Regions from separate parts of the Mus musculus genome. Here region 1 is linked to region 2. The links are chromatin contacts, called in public Micro-C maps. All regions are on one chromosome and are shown on one strand. The core of a region is the stretch at or near the end of the contact, and the rest is flanking DNA. Distances in the headings are between cores, read along the strand shown. Region 1 holds the start of Acpp (acid phosphatase, prostate). Region 2 holds the start of Dnajc13 (DnaJ heat shock protein family (Hsp40) member C13).

The links. Hi-C and Micro-C count contacts between places; a contact is called where the count stands out from the background.
Region 1: a contact with region 2 is called in a Micro-C map of embryonic stem cells, with 4 times the contacts expected there. The contact joins the promoter of Acpp here to the promoter of Dnajc13 in region 2. A contact is called at or near these places in 2 of 39 promoter capture datasets (macrophages and maxillary cranial neural crest), 3 of 484 Hi-C or Micro-C datasets (embryonic stem cells, granulocytes and neutrophils), 5 of 115 datasets of contacts at active chromatin or transcription factors (embryonic stem cells, intestinal villus epithelium, memory CD8 T cells and 1 more) and 3 of 9 other capture datasets (adipose tissue, liver and pancreatic islet).

Annotation. Positions count from the first base shown.
Region 1 is chr9:104,333,591-104,340,239 of GRCm38.p6, reverse strand. Acpp (acid phosphatase, prostate) reads left to right here and starts at 2,518. Exons shown (of 11, transcript NM_207668.2): 1 at 2,518-2,697. The coding sequence starts at 2,581.
Region 2 is chr9:104,259,177-104,265,343 of GRCm38.p6, reverse strand. It overlaps Dnajc13 (DnaJ heat shock protein family (Hsp40) member C13), which reads left to right and starts at 2,414. Exons shown (of 56, transcript NM_001163026.1): 1 at 2,414-2,645.

The sequences.
Region 1 (6,649 bases), core at 1,269-3,768, 75 kb before region 2:
ATGTTAGGAATAAGTTCAGAGTCATAAAGAAAGAAACAGCCACTCCAATTAAAGTGTCTGGACCAGGTAACAGTGCATTTGTGATGAGAGGGTGCGCCACAGGCTAAAGCATGAGGGAAAGCACACAGAACCTGGTGTCCCTTTGGCTTTTGATGACTGTCTTTTCCTCATTGGTTGGGGGGGGGGGGCTAAATTTGGGGGTGAGGCAAGGCCTTTGGGTAAACAAAAGTCTTAACTGTTGGGGGTGGAGGGATTAAAACATGTACATAAAGGTTTTACAAGGTGAGGAAGAGAGACACATTTGTATCCCTTGTGGTAAATGGAAATTTTGCAGTTTTACACACACACACACACACACACACACATACAGGCTAATATTTCATGTTTCCTAAAATGTTGTTGTTTGGGGAGAGCTAGAAAACCCCAAAGGAGATATCCGAGACACTAAGGATTAGAAACGTTTACCCAGTTTATGAAGCAGACAGTTGACTGAACCACGGCTTTTATCAGTAAGGGCAAAGATCACTAACTACCATAGTTCCAAGCATGACCCAAGTGTGGAACAAGGAAGGATACAGAAAGAAGGGAGGCTGCAACCTGAGAGCTTAGGATGCTCGACAGCGCTGGGGATCCAGAACTGGTCAAGAGTTCCCAGCTCACCAAGCCTGCCTGTGTGAACTGTAGCTGGTGGAGACTCCTTTATGCTACCACATGAACACTGCAGGGACTGATACAATATGGCAAGTCTGCCCTGGTCTGGTTGTTCTAGTTGCTTTAGTTCTTGTGATGAGTTACCTGACAGGAAGCCACCCAAGAGACAAATGCTTGGTATGGACTTAAGTAGTAAGGAGTTACAGCCTATAATTGTGGCAGGACTACACAATTAAGACTCTTTGCATCTTGACAGAACAGGAAGCCAAGAGTGAGCCAGGAGTTGTGCCCAGCTACAAAACCTCAAGGCTTGTCCCTAGTGACCTAGTTCTTACAGCAAAGCTCCACTTCCCCCAGGTTTCACAATGTTCAAAAACAGCGACGCGACACAAGCTGGGTAGCACATGTCTAAACTCATGAGGTTATAGAGGGCATTGCAAACCACAATGCTGGGCAGTCTCTGTCTTCACTCCCTTTGCCGTGCACTCTTCTTCTCAGCCTCCCACTGGGTGAAGATCATAATGGAACTATTTGATGGAGACTACAACTGGCAAAGAAAAGACCAAATGTCCCTCTAAATGCATAATCCTACCACACATACACAAATTCTTACTTCCCCATACCATAAGAACCACAGCTTTCCCACACACCGCCTTCCAGGGCTTCCTATGACCACACCGCGATACAACCGGGGCCGTCCAGGTAAATTTAATGAAAATGCTGAGGATGTTTTGGGCAAACCATTGTTCTCTCTCTGTCCTTGGGGCTGAAACATCACAGCGGGTCACTCCGCCCACATCACCTGCAGATTCTCACTGTGCCTCTCCGGCCGATGTTGTTTCCTGTATCGAGGAGACTGCCAGAATGAGAAAAAAAAAAAAAAAAACCAGGAAGCCAAGTTTCTTCAGTGCATACCATCTTTCATAGAGTCCCAGTGAGGTCATGGCTAGAGAGTCAAGGGCGTGTCTTCCTCAGAAGGAAAGGGTCATCACCGAAGTTCGAGACTGTCAACAGCAAAGCAGTGTGGGTTTCTTTGGCTTTGCTTGTTTGTTTTCTGCTTTCATTTGTTAAGGTATGTTATTAGCATGTTGGTTGCACGTCTTAATGGGTCTCACTGCGCCTTTTTCATACGTGTGCATAATGCATCTCTATCAAATTCACTTCCGTACCTATCTTACCCTCCCGCTCAAGTTAATCCCGATTGTCATATTGACAGATTGTCCCTTTGTTGCTATTTGGTTTTGATTTGTGACCCAAGGAGTTCAGTCACAGGAGCTGGGAGTCGGGGCGGAGGACGCTGTGAGCTTTTTGTGATTGCTTGTGTGTATTTTCTACAGGGCCTCCAAACCCAGCTTTGCGTTGCTGCGAATGATCCCAATGATCCCAGATGCCTTCAGGCATGAAGAGAAATCTTCTGTGTATCCTTGACCTCCCTCTCCTGCCACTTTAAAACACCTTTATTGGCTCCATGAGAGTTTAAGACCAGACACCGCGTTTGGCAGGGGAACGAGCTTCCTCCTGTCGATACATGCCCACTACTGAGGCTTCCTCACACACACACTGAGCTGAATCCTAAACCTTCCAGAGGCAGGGGGAATTTCTTCCCAAAGGCTATGCATCACCATCCGGCTGTGGAAAAGATAAAGATGTGCCCGGAAAGCAAAAGAGAAGGCTGGGCAGGAGCCTGAGGTCTTGAGTTACGCCTGCTCTGGCTCCTAATTGAAGTGGAGGAGGCTGCTCTGAAGAAACTCACAGACGACCTGGCATTATTTGCATGCTAAGCTCTGCCCCACCCTCCTTGCAATCCTAATAGGGAAGAATGTGGCTCCGCCTTCCTGTCAATCTTTTGATTAAATAGGCACTTCCCTCCCGAAGGCTTCTGAAGTGCAGCACCTCCTAAGGCTGCCCAAAGCAGCTCTCTCCCCGACCATGCGAGCCGTTCCTCTGCCCCTGAGCCGGACAGCAAGCCTCAGCCTTGGCTTCTTGCTCCTGCTTTCTCTCTGCCTGGACCCAGGCCAAGCCAAGGAGTTGAAGTTTGTGACATTGGTAAGTACACCTTTTCTCATTGTTTTTCCTGTTCCGAGAACACTTGGTTAAGTGTTGCCTTTCGTGTTTCCTCTCTGCTGTCTGCCTGAGGGCAGGCACTGTTCAGACTCAGAAAGTGAGGAGTCGCACGAGTTTGTTTTAAAGACAACAACAGTCTCACGTGCTATCGATGGTACTGTTCCTTTACAGCTGCCCTCAAGTCCAATGCCTTCGGACTGACAGGTTACTTCAGGAGAACAGGCAGCGTAGAGCACAGTTCAGATATTCAGGAGCTAGCCTGGCCTCTTTCCATTCAGTGATCATTAGTTCGCAAACCAAGGACCAGTCAGTTTCTGAAGTCAAGTCTCTCGTGTTTATCATGACTCTGGAACATATGCCTGTAGTTATGTGTTTGATAGCACAAAAGACAAACTGAACAGAGTTTCAGAGTGACTATCAGATAAAAGATTCAGTTGACCATTAAAACCATGATTTTCCGTGCATATGGTAACTGAGACAAGCCATGAAAAGAAGAGATCTGTGACTTGCCTGTTGTCAAGGAAAAAATTATATACAGTCGGGTGTTAAAAAAAAAAAACATATGGGAAAGGGCTGGAGAGATGGCTCCATGGTTAAGAGCACTGACTGCTCTTCCAGAGGTCCTGAGTTCAAATCCCAGCAACCACATGGTGGCTCACAACCGTCTGTTGGGATCTGATGCCCTCTTCTGGTGTGTCTGAAGACAGGTACTGTGTACTTATATACATAAAATCAATAAATAATTCTTTAAAAAAATATATGGGAAGTGCATTTTCAAAGTCAGGAGGATTCACCTCCTCTTCCTCCCTGCAAGAGAATTCCCAGAAACGATTTTCATGACTTAGAGAAGGACGCCTCTTAGTTTGCACTTAAATATGATGTTCCTTTCCTGCCAAGGTGAGGTACTCAGGAGATTCTTTTCTTTCTACAGAAAAAAAAATCTTTAATTTTACATAAATTATGATTCTTAGTACAGTAGATCTTTACCAGTCGTGAGTCAGGAACGAAATGGAAGAAAGACAAAGACCCATCAAGCCATTTGCCAGCTGTGTGGCTTTTGTGTCCATAAAGCAACAAGACACCCCCTACCTTCTGCAGGAACACCTATGCGAGTTATTCTTTCCCTTCCACGCATGGCATCCTTGCCAACAAGCTCCTTAGAAGAGGATAGGGACCGTGGCATTGTGGCTGTGTTCTGTTGGTCGTGCCATACTGGGCTCGGAAACAGCTGGCTTCAAGGCAACCTTCTTTGAGGCATTAGAGTGGCCCTCTGAGTCCCAGCCACAGCCCAGGTAACTTGCCTTGGCTGCCAAAGATTGTGGGTCTTCTTTCCCTCCTGTCTGCCTCTCCGGTCTCCGTTAAAATACGGTCAGTGGCCAGCTGGTAAATTCTTCCTTAAAGAAGAACCAAGCTACGAAGGTAGCTGTCTTACAACTCAAAAGTTAACCAACACTGTATAAAGCAAATGTTATGTTTTCTACCGCGGCTTCTAGGAATGTTAAACAATGGGCAATTTAATGCATCTTCCTTGGCCTTAGCAAAACATCTTCTCTCTGATGATATCAGCCAGAAGGTCTCATTTTCTTCTTTTGATTGATTGTAAAGACTATTGTATATAAATAGTAACCTTGAACATTCAGAGAAATCCTCAGAAGATTTCTCTGAATCAGAAGATTTTTTTGTTTGTTTGTTTGTTTGCTTGCTTGTTTTTTCGAGACAGGGTTTCTCTGTGTAGCCCTGGCTGTCCTGGAACTCACTCTGTAGACCAGGCTGGCCTCAAACTTAGAAATCCTCCTGTCTCTGCCTCCCAAGTGCTGGGATTAAAGGCATGTGCCACCACTGCCCGGCTAATTCAGAAGATTAGTAAGAGAACAAATTTTAAAATGTCTAGTCTGGGGCCAGGCATGGTGGCGCATGCCTTTAATCCCAGCACTCGGGAGGCAGAGGCAGGTGAATTTCTGAGTTTGAGGCTAGCCTGGTCTACAAAGTGAGTTCCAGGACAGCCAGGGCTACACAGAGAAACCCCTGTCTCAAAAAAAAAAAAAAAAAAAAGTCTAGTCTGGCATGGTGGTGCATGCCTTTAATCTCAGGCCAGCCTGGTCTACATAGTGAGTTCTAGGTAATACATACCCAAAAATCTAGTGACCCCATTACTCAGGAGGTGGAGGCAGCAGGATCAGAATTTCTTCATAGCTAGTGCAAGACCAGCCAGCCTGGTCTACATGAGATGCTGTCTCAAAAAAACAGAAACAGAAACAAAAACAAACAAACAAACAAATAAACAACCCAACCAAACTTGATCCTACTTTCAAGATAGAGGCATAAGTAAAAGTAGCTAGGCAATTTAATGATGTTCACACAGATAGAAAAACAGTCTTGAACCCACACTGCCCTGACCGGGTTTTTGTTGAGTGTGTATACCCTAGAACCTGGAGCTAGTCTGAGATGACTACATGGTTTGTAGCATTACCTTGACTCAGACACTATAAATCATTTCCTTGTTTTCCTCCATAATCCAAGAAAAATAAATCTCTTAATTTTGAAAGGCTGTTTTTGGCAGAAAGGAAAGAAGGCTGCCCCTGGTTCTTGGTCTTGCCTGTGAACAGTCAGTCACCCATGATTATCTTAATGGTTATTTTATTTTGGTTGGTTGGTTGTTTTCTGTAGTGCTGGGGGGCTGAACCCAAGGTCTCATGCATGAATCCAAAGCCTTGTACACGCCAGGGAAGCAGCCAAAAAACAAACACCCTCAGCCCAGCACTACATCAGACACACACATACCACAGAGCATGTGGAGAAGTCAGAGGACAACTCCTGGGAGTTGCTCTCTCCTCCCAACACTGAGTTCCAGGGACTGAAGTCAAGAAATCAGATTTGCACAGTTTATCTATTGAGCCATTTATCATTCAACAACCCTACATGATCTTTTGTGGGTTGTTTTGATTGATTGATCAGTTGGTTGGTTGGTTGGTTGGTTGGTTGGTTGGTTGGTTGGTTGGTTGGTTGGTTGGCTGGTTGGTTGATCTTTGGTTTTGTTTGTTTGTTTGTTTGTTTGTTTGTTTGTTTGTTTGTTGGGGGGTTTTTTGAGACAGGGTTTCTCTGTATAGCCTTGGCTGTCCTGGAACTCACTCTGTAGACCAGGCTGGCCTCGAACTCAGAAATCCTCCTGCTCTGCTTCCCAAGTGCTGGGGTTTAAGGCATGAGCCACCACCACCCTACTTTGCCACATGATCTTACAAAAACTAGACCCCCCCCAAAAAAAGTGTTTCCCATGAAAATCCGTTTTGACCTCTTATTAATAGTTGTATGGGAAAAAATGAACTCTATTATGGGTTTAAAAAGGGTCTCCTTACAGTGTTTAATGAAGTGCATCCTGAACAGAGACTATAGATTCCAAGGGAGGAATCTACCTGTAGACTGCTTCCTGGGATGACAAAGGCATCCACCTCCCCAAACTGTCTGTAGAATTGGTATTTGTAACCTTGCAGAGAGAAGATAATAAGGCTGTGAGTCTCCGTGCATGCATCAGCCAGCTTGGGTAATTATCACTCTAGGTCAGTCTTGCTCCCCCTCCCCAGCCTCCCCTGCCCCACCCCCTCCCCATACCTACTCACTTCCTGCACGTGTTCACCTGTCTTCCTTTTTACAATGATTTCGTATGTCATGTTTCCCTATCAGAAAGGGAGAATGCTGTTGTAAAGCCTCCGTCCCTTCAACAAGAGAAAAACAAATCGGGTGATCTCAGACAGACAAAAATTCTGTGTTGTTCCTCTGGGCCTTTATAAAGAAAGGAATAATGACTCGCCATACAGAGCTTCTTTTTCTTCTTCATGGATGACCTTATTTCTGCAGGGTTTTACCTGAGTCGTAGTATATTTTTGGCTCAAAAAGCCTCCAGGACTGAGTCGCCTCCCAGTCAAGGTTGGACCTGGAC
Region 2 (6,167 bases), core at 1,165-3,664:
AGACAGCAAGATGTGGATCGAAACACTGCGGCATGGTGTAGAGTTCTTAGTGGTTATATTGGGTCTGGGCATGGATATATTTAGGAAGTCCACTTCAACAGTAGCAGGGAACTCAATGAACAGGCTTTGCCATGTAGATCTTTTAAGATCTTGAACGTCTCCTGTGTTGGATGTCGACTTAGAACACAGATAAAATTACTGCTGTCTAGAAAGCAGTGAGGTGTGAATTTTAAAAAGTGTTGAAATGATATATCATCGCACAACTTTGGTATGAAAATTTGATAGGTGCGCACTATGAAAAAAGGTATCTGCAATTGTATTTGCGATCATGGGCTTCGAAGGAAAAAAGATAAACGCAGAAAGAGAAGTTTGAAGGTCTACCTTGAACTTGACACCCTTTCAAAAATGTTGAGGGGGTGGGGAGCCAGGTAACTTAACAGAAGTCTCTGGAAAGATGAGCCAAGTCTTCCTACTCATCCCGATTCTTGTCTCTAGTTCTAGCATCTTAAGAAGAGTGACAACTTTATGCAAATCTCACTAAGGGAAATGAGGAAGCAGCACAGAGGCTGGCAGGTGGAAACACAGGAAAGGGTGGGATACGATGATATGGGCAGGTGGACTGGCAGATAATGAAAGGCTGGGACACAGAGGAGGAGGAGGAGGAGGAGGAGGAGGAGGAGGAGGAGGAGGAGGAGGAGGAGGAGGAGGAGAGAAGAGCAAAACCAACCATTCAAACCTGGAAATGATTTCTGCAAGAGAAGGCTTATGGGAAGAATACAGTTTCTCCACTTCAGGATGCGTTCAGAGGCAGGGAATTTTCCACTACAGGGGACGGAGGCAGTTCATGTTACCTAAGCTCCTTTCACCTCTGAGAATCCATTTATTTGGTTCCAAATATTAAATAGAGAGGCAGTGTCAAGGGTTTAGTAGTTTGATGACCTGGGTGTTACAGTCTGGGGCCAAATCTCGGCTCAACCTTTTGGATGAACCTCACCTTGATTTAGTCACTTAGGAACTCTGGGTCAGCCTTTTTTACCAAATAGAAATAGGACCGCCCACACCTAGTTCTGGCAATACTCTAAGGGTCTGTAACATATACAAAGCCACGTAAGCACATGCTTTTATTACCCTGGGATAGGCCAAGGGCATCTTGTTTTGTTTTTCATTGTTGTTTTTTCCCCTTTCCACTCTACTTCAGGTCTCATCTTTCCAAGCAAGCCATTTCTGGCTGCTCACAGGCACTTTTATTTCACTGGGACAGTGTGGGAAAGCCTTCCTAAGGAAAAATCTAGTCGTCTCCAGTAACACAAATGGGTCAGTCGGCCAAAAAGTCAAGTCTGTAGAAACCATTTTACATGTTTTTCATCCCAAAACCTCCATCTATGAAACGATTCAACCACAGACGGGGTCCCTGAGAAATTCCAGTTCCAGGGTTGCTACACAATAATAATATTAGGCTCACCAGAGCATTTAAACCTAGAACTGTGTGTCCATACAAGTTTTTTTCCCCCCACAGAATCACGTTTTAGAGGGTAGTCTGCCCCTCTCACATCTTAGATGAGACACCGTCTGTTGCTCAGAGCTCTGACACAATTGTCATCTGTAACTTTGTTTCATTCTGATACTGTCACTCTCCTGAGTTCCCCTCTTCATATAGTTTCAGTGAGTTCCTATCCAGAGAGCAGTTCTTGAGTCAACTTACTTGAGCTCAAATACTAAGTCTACTACTGTGGAACTACACATCAATTTATTATCTGAAAATAGAGGATAATCCCTATCTCAGACGGCTGCAAGTTAATTGACCTTAAGTAGTTGGCCAATTAAATCCTGGCTCTGGGATCAGAGGTCCAGGAAGGCAGCAGTGTTAACTGTCCCAACACTTCACCCGCAAAGGCCTTTGACCTCTGAGGCTTCGGTCTCCATTATCTCCCTGAACACTCAAAACTTAAATCCGCGTTCAGGGTGTGTCAGTAGCGAGTAAAAGTTATGCCCACGATGCAGCTAAACCAGAGATGCGCACTGAGGCTTTCGACGGCTTCGTGGATGCGCCAGGACACTGAAGACTAGGGCTAGGTAACAGAGCTGCTCCTTTGCAGAGTTACAGTAGCCAATGCCAGCGTCTGGCTGAGAGGCGTGTCTCCAGGGATTCAGGGGGCGTGGCCTCTCGGACCGCTCCAGGGGGCGTGGCGCCTCGCCTTCTGCTTGGGCCAAGGCTCTCTTTCGCTAAGCGCACGCGTACTTCCCGAGAGGCGGAACGGCGGGCGGCGCGCACGCGGCGCTTCCCGGAAGACGGCGAATGGGCCACCGAGGGAGGGAGCACAGTGCTCCCGAGGGCGGGGCGCGAGGCGGAAGCGCCGAGGTCAGCTGACAGGGTCTCGTGACGGCCGGGGCGGCGGCCACGCACGCGCGTTAGGGTTCAGCGCTCGCAAGCCTGGTGGAAGATGGCGGCGTCCAGGGCGAGCCTCTGAGAGGCAGAGGGAGGAGCGGAGGGGTGGGGGCCGCGGCGCAGGAACCCGCGGCGACAGGCCCCGGCGGGGAAAAGGAAAGCGAGAGGGGACGGGGCCGGCGGCGCCTCCATCCTACTCAAGACGTGGAGCCGGCGGCGGGCGGAGCTCGGGCTGGAGCGCCTCCAGCCTCCTGCGAAGGTAAAGCCGCCTCCGGCTCTGGGTTTCTGCGATGCCGCTTCCCACCTTCGGGGACCCGGGGGCTCCGGGCAGGGACCCCAGAGCGGGCGGCGTTAAGCTGCTGTGTGTGGCTCGAACCTGCTGAAGCCGCGATCCTCCGTCCAGGGATCCCTGCGCTCGGACCCTCCCCTCCCCCGGCTCTGAGTGACATTTGCCCGGGGCACTGCCCGGCAGCCCCACCCCTCTCTCTGCCTGGCCGTCTTTTCTCCCATCACTATCCCTGTCCCCCACTTCTCTCGGCAACTCTCCCCGACTCAACTCCACACCTCCTTCCCCTGTGGGCTCCGCCCTCGGGATTCCCTCCTGGATGCCGGCGCCTCCGGTTTTCTTAGGTTAGCGGTCCTGCTTCCTTCCTCTGGGGTCCCGCGTAGACTCGATTTTTTTTTTTTTTTCTTTCTTTTTTCCTCGTCTCAGTTTTGTTTCGATTTGATGGGAAAGGAGGGGCAGCTGCTGTTCTCTTCCTCAAGTCCTTTATCAAACACCAAGTTTTCCCCCCAAGGCTTTTCCTTCTTGTAAAGTAGCCTGGCCTGTTCACTGTTGCCCGTGCTGGGCTGTGATTTCACCTCTGAACGCGGCTTTTGGTGTAGGTGAAGCAGCACTTTGGACGCCCAATGAAGTGGGTGTTGAGAGTACACCTGCGTGCCCCCGCCCCCCAAAAAACCCCTATTGTAAGATGCTAAATTAGCCACTCTTACCTTGAAACCGTTTCCCTAATCACTTGGTGGAAGGATGATGTAAATAAAAATCGCCCCCTAACACAGAGATGAACTCCCAAAGTAGTGATTTTTTACTTCCACGATCTGCTTTTCCCGTTTATTCTATAGTTTAGTTTTTTTTTTTGTTGTTGTTGTTTCTAGTGCCTCATTGTTTAACTTAATTTAGCTTACAGCATAAAAGCCCCTTTAATTTTCATATATAGTATAAACCAATGTTTAAGTTGCAATATCGCAAATGGTGGCTCTGGCTGTTAATACCACATTACGTTCAGGGACGGGACCGCCAGTCCTAGTTGAGAAAACACTGAGTTCACATTTGTTTGGAAACAGGAAGTACAAACAAATTAAAGGAGAAAAAGAGGAGCCAGAGTTAAGAAACAGGGATGTAAAGACCTTAAAGCTAGCTTGAGTCCTGGGCCAATACCAGCATTCGTATTCCCCCGAGAAACTATGGATATTCTTTTCTAATGCAGTAGTAGTAGTGTAAATCATACTAGCAAGCGTGACTGCAAACAAACCAAGTTCTAAAACGTGAATGTGCACAGTAATAAAGTTGCACACTGGTGGAGAGCATGAATTATTTGGTTACCCAGGCAGATGGTAATAACCTGTTTTTCTTAAACTTAGAAGAAAGGTTAATAGTGGAACCTAGTTCCCAATAGATACTAAGGTAGAGTTGAAATCAAAAGATCATGTTATACCTTTGTTGGCCCCATTCCTCCAGCACTTGTAATTACACGGGTGAGTTTGCAATGTCCCTTTCAGACTTCTCTCCTGCTTCTCTGAGGAAAGTGTAAACAGAATTATGCAGCTACATGGCAGCCCAGTTTTGCTTGTTGCTAAGGCTTTGGTCTAATATCTGGTGGGAGTTAAAGTGCAGTTTTTAGTTCATTATGTTTGTTTTAGTCTTCACATATTAGGATCATTTTTTTGCACTTAGAATGTTGTTTGTATTTATTCTGTGTGTTTGGGTCCATGTGCCATGTAGCTGTGTGAAGGTCAGAACAACTTGCAGAAGTGCAGTGTGTTTCTTCACGGTGTGGAGCCTGAGGCTTGAACTCAGGTAGTGAGCTGTAATGGTGTCTCCATCAGTGTGGGACAGGAGGATTGAGCTCGGGTTGTTAGGCTCATCGGGAGGCCTTGTAAAACCTTCTCCTCAGCCTTTTTATATAAGATAATTGCTAACATGCTCTTTGCTAGCCTGAAGTCGTTTGTACTGTTTAGCTTTGATTCTAAGACGCAAAGCTTTGCTCTAAGCTTTACAGCATGGAGGAGGGGAGGTGTGAGAAACAAAACCAACCAACCAAACAAACAAAAACTAGACGAACCAAGGTGATCACTTAGAGACAGCTTAGAGGGCTGAGGACTTAGAGAATCACTAGCTCAGCTCAGACCTGAAGGAGGAGCTGAAGAGGGAGGGGTGAAAACGAGAGGAGGGCTTTTGGACAGTGGTTAAGAGTTCAGCTAGAACAGCTGAAAAAGGGATGCAAGTGAGTGTGCCAACTTAGAAGCTGTTTACACACAAACTGCACTGAGAACGCTCCTAGGAAAAAGTCTTGCTGAAAGTCTGTCATTCAGACCCAGTGGAGGGGAACAGCAGCATAGCTTTTAAGAAGGTTGAGAAATTGCTCTCATTCTCTCCTTGGATAACAAAGTTTAATGTATATGTGTGGGCCATATTACCAGCACTATTGATAATAAATTATATTGAGCTTAGTGGAATATGGAGAAGGTAAGAGTATAATACTCAGAACAGAGACTGCATCCTCAAAAGCACAAGGTCACAGGAGCACAACACAAGGGTCAGAGGGACATTTCTCTAGTTAAATCACTCTCTCCACAGATACACAGTATTTTGCAAAAAGAATGAAGCCAGTGGTACCCTGCTGTTAACTGTTGCAAGAACGTAGCTGAGCTCAACTCCTAACAAAGTTACTGTAATCTCTGCACTTGGCCTCACAAAGAAAAGGGAGATGCTCATCTGGTCAGGAAATTACTCACCTTAGTTCCACTACTCTATACATGTCCAGCTTCCCTGAGATAAGGCACAGATGGAAAGCTAAAAGGAGAAAAGCAATTCCTAAGAGAGCCGTTATCATAGCTACACTCAGGTTGATGGAGGTAGATGATGTTATCCAATAGGCAGTACTCAAATGCTGGATTCAATGCGTAATTTCAAAAACATAGGCACTGAAGGAATCGAACTGAAGTGCTGGAAACAAGATCACAGCAGAGAGATGCCGAGTGCTTTTGGGCTTACCTGTTGTGTCACCTCGAGGAAAAACCCACGACCTGTATGTAATGTCAATCGAGACTACTCATTCTGTCTCCCTAAAACACAGATGAAACCGCTCTAAGACTTGGAAATACAGGTGGAGAGGTGGCTCAGTGCATAACAGAACTTGTTGCTGTTTTTAGAGACCTGAGTTTGGTTCTCAGGACTCACCTGTAACCAGCTAGAGAGGCTCCAGCTTCCTCTTCTTATATATCTATAAGATATATACACAGAGATAGTGTGCAAGAACCCCTCTCTGAAGGAGAGATTAAAATAAAAGGGACACACCATGAAACCAAAAGATAACTACATTAATAGACAGAACTGACTTTATGGCACATTGTATTGATGATTACAGGCAAGCTCGACACAAAAATAGACCTAGTTGTAAAATATAAAACTAAAACATTTTTAGAAGACAAGAAAACAAATGTTGGGACTTTAGTATTTAGATAGGATATCAAAAATATTCATAAAGGGAAAAATCCAGTG